Linked DNA regions of Zea mays: region 2 is linked to region 1. The links are chromatin contacts, called in public Hi-C maps. All regions are on one chromosome and are shown on one strand. Each heading gives the region's core, a stretch centred on a gene start, on an enhancer-like site or on the middle of the called end of the contact. The rest is flanking DNA. Distances are from core to core; before and after follow the strand shown. Region 1 holds the start of LOC103635106 (craniofacial development protein 1). Region 2 has its middle 31 kb from the start of LOC103635108.

What was found. Hi-C and Micro-C count contacts between places; a contact is called where the count stands out from the background.
Region 2: a Hi-C map of ear shows a contact between it and region 1, with 3 times the contacts expected there. The contact joins the enhancer-like site here to the promoter of LOC103635106 in region 1. A contact is called at or near these places in 4 of 25 Hi-C or Micro-C datasets (ear, leaf and tassel).

Annotation. Positions count from the first base shown.
Region 1 is chr8:40,193,087-40,196,451 of Zm-B73-REFERENCE-NAM-5.0, forward strand. It overlaps LOC103635106 (craniofacial development protein 1), which reads right to left and starts at 1,671. Exons shown (of 4, transcript XM_008657651.4): 1 at 1,479-1,671. The coding sequence starts at 1,518. It overlaps LOC101027200 (ubiquitin-40S ribosomal protein S27a-like), which reads left to right and starts at 1,852. Exons shown (of 1, transcript NM_001112002.2): 1 at 1,852-2,638. The coding sequence starts at 1,938. The coding sequence ends at 2,405.
Region 2 is chr8:40,519,667-40,523,515 of Zm-B73-REFERENCE-NAM-5.0, forward strand. No RefSeq gene overlaps it. Among protein-coding and RNA genes, the nearest start is that of LOC103635108, 31 kb to the right of the region's middle. Within about 2 kb of position 2,540, at least 12 of the 20 cell types and tissues checked have an H3K27ac peak or open chromatin away from gene starts, as enhancers often do. A contact at or near this core is called in ear, leaf and tassel, where this site is marked.

The DNA.
Region 1 (3,365 bases), core at 421-2,920:
ACGAGTAGCAAAATTGCACTATACAAAGGTGTCAGGGCCCAAGAGGGCCACTACAGTGACGGTGGTACTGTAGCACGCACTTAGGTTGGTTAGATAAAGATAAAGCTAGTTTAGAATAAAATTAGAATTAGATATAAGATTAGATCTAGTGTTTAGAGATCAAGTAACCCTCTCTATATAAGGAGAGGGATTGTATCAATTGAAGATAAGCAAGAGATTAAAAAGAAATCCCTTCTCTCTTGCCGGACGTGGGGAAATCCCTGCGGCCGGCCTCCCAGCGCCCCTAAACCTAGCCGTTACCCTCAAACCCCTCGCAGGTCACCCATTGAACGGTACCGCGAGTACTGTAGCACTGTCCAGCGCTGGTGCTACTCATCCATGTGAACAGTGCCACGCTTCCCCAGCCAACAGCCTGGCGACAAGTGTCGGGGTCCTAGTCCTAGACCCCAAACTTACCGCTCGTACTACCTCCGTAACCCTAGATTGATAACAAAAGGTCACCACGCTCAAGTAGCTTGGAGGTCAAAACTGATTCTACTGGAAGTTATCTGATCAAATCTTTTAATTGGTTTTTTATTCTAAGGGGCTGTTTGGTTTCTAGGGACTAATGTTTAGTCCCTTCATTTTATTCCATTTTAGTCTATAAATTGCCAAATATAGAAACTAAAATATATTTTTAGTTTCTATATTTAGCAATTTTGGAACTAAAATAGAATAAAATGTAGGGACTAAAAATTAGTCCCTAGAAACCAAACACCCCCTAAATAGGGAGTTGTGTTGTTTCTTATTCTTGTGCTGGCTACACAAATGGTTTACTCTCTCCATCTGTGAGAAAGGAATGGTGAAGTTAACAGGACTAAGTGCTAAAAGGTCAGAACCCTTACAAACATGTTCTCGAGGGACAAAACAAAAAATGAACTGCATGTTCCAACATAACCATCTTGCAATGCATCCCACAAACCCAGGGGCCTGTTTATGCATTTCAGGCTGTTATCTCATCCTAATTAAGCGCCTTGCATAAATTAGTCATCGTATCTGAAGAGGTAAAACTGCAGACTTGTCCTATCAACAATCCTCTTTGTCCCGGAGCGGTGGAGCTGAAGCATGAAAAGGAGTACTTTCACATCCATGGTAGGACAAACTGTAGGTACGCTGTTAACAATCTAATGGCAAGGTTTGACCATATGCATTATCTAATCCTAATGCAGCCACTGTACAAGGGAAAGCAAGTAACGAACAGTAATCTTATCAGGAGCCGTACAGGACTGCGATACCCAGCACACACATACATGTTACAAATTACAGAGAGGAAGATCCCTGCACTCAAGGTGGAATTGGACGCGCAAATCCCACAAGGAGCGCACCAACTAACTTGTCATCTCCCTTTCCATTTTTTTTACCTGCGAGGAACTGCAATTCCATGGATTCAACCAAGCAAAAGCATTCCATGCATCCAATATTTGTTTGGGGATTAGTACCTGAGGCTCCCACGTCGCCTATAGAGCTAGTTGACGCCATCTCCGAATCAATCCCTCGCCTCCCCGGCGGTTGTTGCTTCGGCTCCGCTCGGGACTCGGCCGGCGGAAGCGGAGGTGTCGCCGCAGCAAGACAGAGAAAGAGAGAGGAGAGGATAAACGAACTGGGGCACAAAAGTTACGAGGCCCAAACCAACCTCCGGGGGAACACAAAAGGGATTAGAAAATGAAGCGCATGCGGCCCAACTCTCATCACAGGAGGCCCATATGTGCCGTCCGATCCAAATCCTTTTGGATCCAGTGGGAGAGAGCACCCGACCCGAGCTATAAAAGAATCATCTCTCCCCTCTTGAACCCTAGCCTCCGCCCATACACACACAGCCCCATCCCGCCGCCGCAGGCGAGAACCAGCGCCACCTTAGGTTAGGGCGGCCGCCGCCGGAGAAGTGCGCGGTTGCCAAGATGCAGATCTTCGTGAAGACCCTGACGGGGAAGACCATCACGCTGGAGGTGGAGTCCTCGGACACCATCGACAACGTGAAGGCCAAGATCCAGGACAAGGAGGGCATCCCGCCGGACCAGCAGCGCCTCATCTTCGCCGGCAAACAGCTCGAGGATGGCCGCACCCTCGCCGACTACAACATCCAGAAGGAGTCGACGCTGCACCTGGTGCTCCGCCTCAGGGGAGGCGCCAAGAAGCGCAAGAAGAAGACGTACACCAAGCCCAAGAAGATCAAGCACAAGCACAAGAAGGTGAAGCTGGCCGTGCTCCAGTTCTACAAGGTTGACGACGCCACCGGCAAGGTCACCCGCCTCCGCAAGGAGTGCCCCAACGCCGAGTGCGGCGCGGGGGTCTTCATGGCCAACCACTTCGACCGCCACTACTGCGGTAAGTGTGGCCTCACCTACGTCTACAACCAGCAGGCGTAGGATGCCCCTCCTTTCTGTCGGGAAGGAAAATGGGAAGTCTTGCTAGGTGATAATCCTTTTTGCTTTGTTTTGTTTTGTTGCAATGGTAGTAGTTTCTTGGAACAGAACACCTGTATCTCTTTTGGCGACGCGTAGTTTGGGTTTAATTATATCATGTTGTTATGGGTCCTGTCAAGCACTGTTGAATTCGAATGGTTTTTGAATTAATCTTGTACTATGTTTTTATGATGCCATTCTCGGCCCCTGAATTAATTTGCGAATTACTGTGTGCAATCGATCGGATACATGTCGCTATTCGTTTTGTTTAGCATGTGATGACTCGTATCGTCGTATGCTTGCAAAACGGTGCTGCTTCTGGTTACTATCATGTCTTTTGTTTAAATAGTGTATGCCGCGCGCCGCGATGTCAAAATCGTCTGTGAGATCTTAAATTGTACATAAGTATTATGTCTGAATTAAGAACCAGGTGCACAATTTTTTTTAGAGGTCTAAGGCAATAACATAAAAGTCAAGAGCACATAAGCGTTTGGTAGCATCAGCAATATTTATCATGAGGACTAAAGTCATGGATATGAGTTCGAAAATGACCAAGTGGGTGACCTTTAAAATAACATTTGGAACGAAAAACATTAATATGTACGAAACATAGTTCGTCAGTGAGTGAATCTCTACTTAGTAAGGGGCAAAGTATAAATGAATCTAATGGTCTCAAGTGAACCCCCTCCCAAAAAAAAATGCCTTTGCGTTTGTCACATCTGAAGCAACATTACACACTCAGTAAAGTTAAAAACTAAAATAGGAACTCAATAGCTAGAAGTTGATATCCAAACAGTGCCCCCCCTATCTTCTGGTAAACGAAATCAGATGCGTTCAGAACCTTGTTCAAAAGTTAGCAGGATGGATTCTGAACCAGGATGGATTCTGAACCGGTTTTTTTTTGTTAGGAAGTACTATTTTCAA
Region 2 (3,849 bases), core at 1,290-3,789, 330 kb after region 1:
CCCTGCTCTGTAAGATAAATAAGGAAACAAAGATGTGACGTGTTTCCTTTTCAACTACTTACCCTAGGACCTTAAATCTTGGGATGAGATTCTTTTATGGGGGGAGGATGTATCACCCCTGGTGTTACTGGCACTAAAACTTGAGCATGGAATCATATGCATTGACATTTCATTTTGTTTGTTACACCTAGAATGCATCCACTAGGTAAAACTTTAAAACAAGTGTGATGTGCTGGCTTGAAGTATTCTTAACTCTAGGGTAGGGTACTCAACCCTGGGATTAGGGCATATGGGTAAATGTGAAGCCAAAATGAGTAATACCTCAAAAGTTATTGGAAATGCTCAAAAAGATTAAGTTTGATGAATTTGAGTGGCACAAAAACCCTAGAGTGCTCAAAACCCTAAAAGGAATCCTAGGAAACCCTAATTTCTATGCACTTTTGGACCAAAGTGTATATATCAAAGTGGTAGAATATAAAAAACTAAACAACTTTTACATTGGAGGATTTTCAAGTATGGTGGAGCAAATTGGAGAAAATGGCAAAAGTCTACAAGTGCTTCAAAATTGGGACCTTGAGAATAAGTGACATTGAGACAACTTTGGGCTCTTATAGCTTTTACTCCATAAGGATTTTGTGGTAGGTCACCATAACAAAGTTGTAGGGCTACTATAGGGGTACAAGTTCAATTGAGAAACCTAACCCTAAAACCCATGAAATCTAATGAAAAACACATCCCAAAATAGAGTTAGCAGAATTCTAAAATTTCAGATAGAGAACAAATCTGAAAACCTGTAATACAGTATGTCGAGCTAGGTTTGAAGTCCTTTTGTGACCAATCTAGGGGGTTTAAGGTTGTGAGTTATGTAGACAAATTAGAGACCATTAGAAGGTGATTAAGTGTTCTTAAGACAAGTAGGCTTGATCCTGTTCAAAAATTAGGGGAAATGAGGCTCAAAGTTGGGCTGTCAGGCTCATGGATTCTGACTGACGATCAGGCAGATTTACTCTGAATTTCTTCCTGTCTGATCAACTTTGAGGCCTTGCAGAAGCTATTCTATGTGACTTGGTGCTAGGTTGGTTTGAGCAAAGTTGGAGATCTAGTATTCATGAGCAAGTTTTCTTAGGAGACTCTGGCTTGATGTCATATAGATTAGAAGATAAGGGTGCTCAAATTGTCTCTTTCGAAAATGGAGAAATCAGATGAAGACTGAAGATTGAAGTTCAGAAAATTGGAATGGTACCAGTGTGATACAACTGGTTTTTGGGTACTTTAATTTGTAATCTATGTTGTTTAGGTCCAAGAACCCTATAATAACTTTGCAGATCCTTGTTTAGTGAACAAGCTCTGTTAATGGAGACTGACCTATTCTTAACCAGAATAAGGAGAAAAGGATGAATGAAGAGGGGAAGATTAGTCAAGTGCTGTAGATTCAAAAGTGCAGAAATATCTATCCCTGATCTTTTCCTCTTGTCGTGTCTTACTTTGGAATAGAGTGAAGATAGAGATGAGGAGATGGCAGGGATGTTCAAAACTTTGTCCATCACTGAAATATCACAAAGTCTGAAATATCTGCTACAGTGACATCTTATCTCCCTACCCCCTGCCATGGATAAACTCACCCTTGCCTTGCTATGCTCTGGGAACCGGCATGGGTCTTCAGGGTAGAGCCACGCTTCACACCCATGCACTCTCTGGCATACCTAGAGTTATCCTTGCTGTAATCCCAAGCACCCAGCCATCCCTTGATCTTTTCACTGCCTATTTAAGAGTAATCGAGGGGAAGAAGTAGGAGTAAAGGAGAGATCCTTACCTCTGTCGTCAACCATGGTGTGTAGCTTCAACATAGTTTTGTTGCCTTCCTTTCCCCAAACTCTACCGTGAACGTGCCCAAATTCCTTGGTCAAGTGACTCAACGTGTCTGGTGACCACGTCGCCGACGCCTCAACCACACGTGGCCAGGCGACTACAGTATGGTTCAACGCATATAAATCAATGTTCTAGTGTCCTTATGTGCTGGTGAAGCTCACCGATGTATCTGTTGGTCTTTACGGTCATAGTTTGGTTGGAACATGAGCTCGACGCCACATGAACTGCTCCGGTGTCAACCACCAAAACTCGGTTGGTCCGACGCCGATTCATGTAAGCGTTGCGTCGTCCGTGTCCTACTAGTGCTCCCTGTGCCCTTAATTTGAACCCTCTGGTACTTGTGTCGTATGGACGGATGCCACGGAACCGGAACCCCGTCGTGGGCGCGGTTAGGTCACTCTGGAGGTTTATGAGCTAAATCCATGCCCAAGGCTACTCGGTTTAGGTCAGAATTAGGTCTGGCAGGTGTTTAATGGGCGCTCGAGCTCTCCGCCGCCGTGACATGGCAGGAGGTTCGTCCGCGCCGCCGGCCGGACTCGGGGACCTAATTTTGAAAGACAAAGAAGTTAGAAGGGGCAGAAGGTAAAGTGTCAGTGACACATAGAAGTCGGTCGAGGATTTCCTTTCAGATGTTTAAACCGGCTGGGGTCTTTGCGCAAATCCACCCGCGCGGTCGTGGGCGCGCTTGAGTTCTGCACAGGCCTGGGTCGGCTGGGCTGATTTCGGCCCAGCACTGTTAACAGTTTTTCCTTTTCTTTTTCCAATTAAGTTTGCAAATCCATAGAAATTAGTAGAAAAATGATAAAAATATGGGACTAATTTTTCTAAACACCTAAATTCATTTAGTATTTAATAAAAATAGTTCCAAGATTTTTAGTCCAAACTTGGATTTATTTGGTATTTAAAAATGCATAAACCTAGTCTTTTAGAATTTTAGAATTTATTTCGTACATCCAAAAATACTAAATCTTTTTGGATAAGCTTAACTTGAGGATTAAAGCCCTTGGGTAAAGTTTGGCATGCTTTGGACATTGTTTGGTCCCAAACCTAAGACACTAGCTTCCTAGGATATAATTGCCTAACCCTAATAGAGTACTAACTCAGGAAACCCTAGTAACTAGTGTGTACAGTGAAGGAAAGTTGTATTCAAGATACAACTTAGTGTGTTTCTATTGTAACTGCATATTCATAGCATCACATGAGGATTCATGTATATATTTTGTTATGCATAGAAAACGAAGAAGAAGTGGTAGTCGAAGAAGAAACTGCCCCACAAGCTAAAATTCCACCTGTCGAGAACTACTTCTACTTTGATATTTGTGGAACAGATCCTAAGCCTTCTACAACACAAGGCAAACCCCGGTGCATTTACCCCTTTCCTTGTTTTTTTTAAACTCTTTATCACTTGAGATGATGCATTAGGTGATAGGAGTTAGTGCTAAACAATTGCTGCATTTCCTTCCTTGGAACTGTTTACCATTCCTTGATACTTGTTTTACTTAAAAGTTTTCTGATGCTTAGTCTTGCCTTAGAAAACAAAATGTTTTGTTTTAAACAAAGATGATGTTGCACATGGAATGGGAAGTTTTCAAAGAAAAGACTTGATGGTGGATCCATCATGGCCATGATGGGTTCAGCATCGGAAAAGATGTACCTCTGACAGGTACCAAACTTTGGATTTTAAATGCTAAAACCGAGACCGGGCGGGTGACTTGCACGAGAAGGAAGTCTCGGTGTAGTGTCTCCGTCTAAGTCGATTAAGGACCATGTTGATGTAGGCTTGATGATTGAGGACCTTTTAACTGGCCACATGCCTCCTCATTGGTAAGCTTTGCCTCAGTTGGACCAATACCAGAAAGGCTAACACACAATGAGAGTGGAGAGATGGCGAGAGTAGCGTGTACCCTCCGTGGCAAGAGGCTGGATGGTGGTGTATCTATGCTCTCGGTTGGCGTGAACCCGGTCTGGTCTTAAGAAACC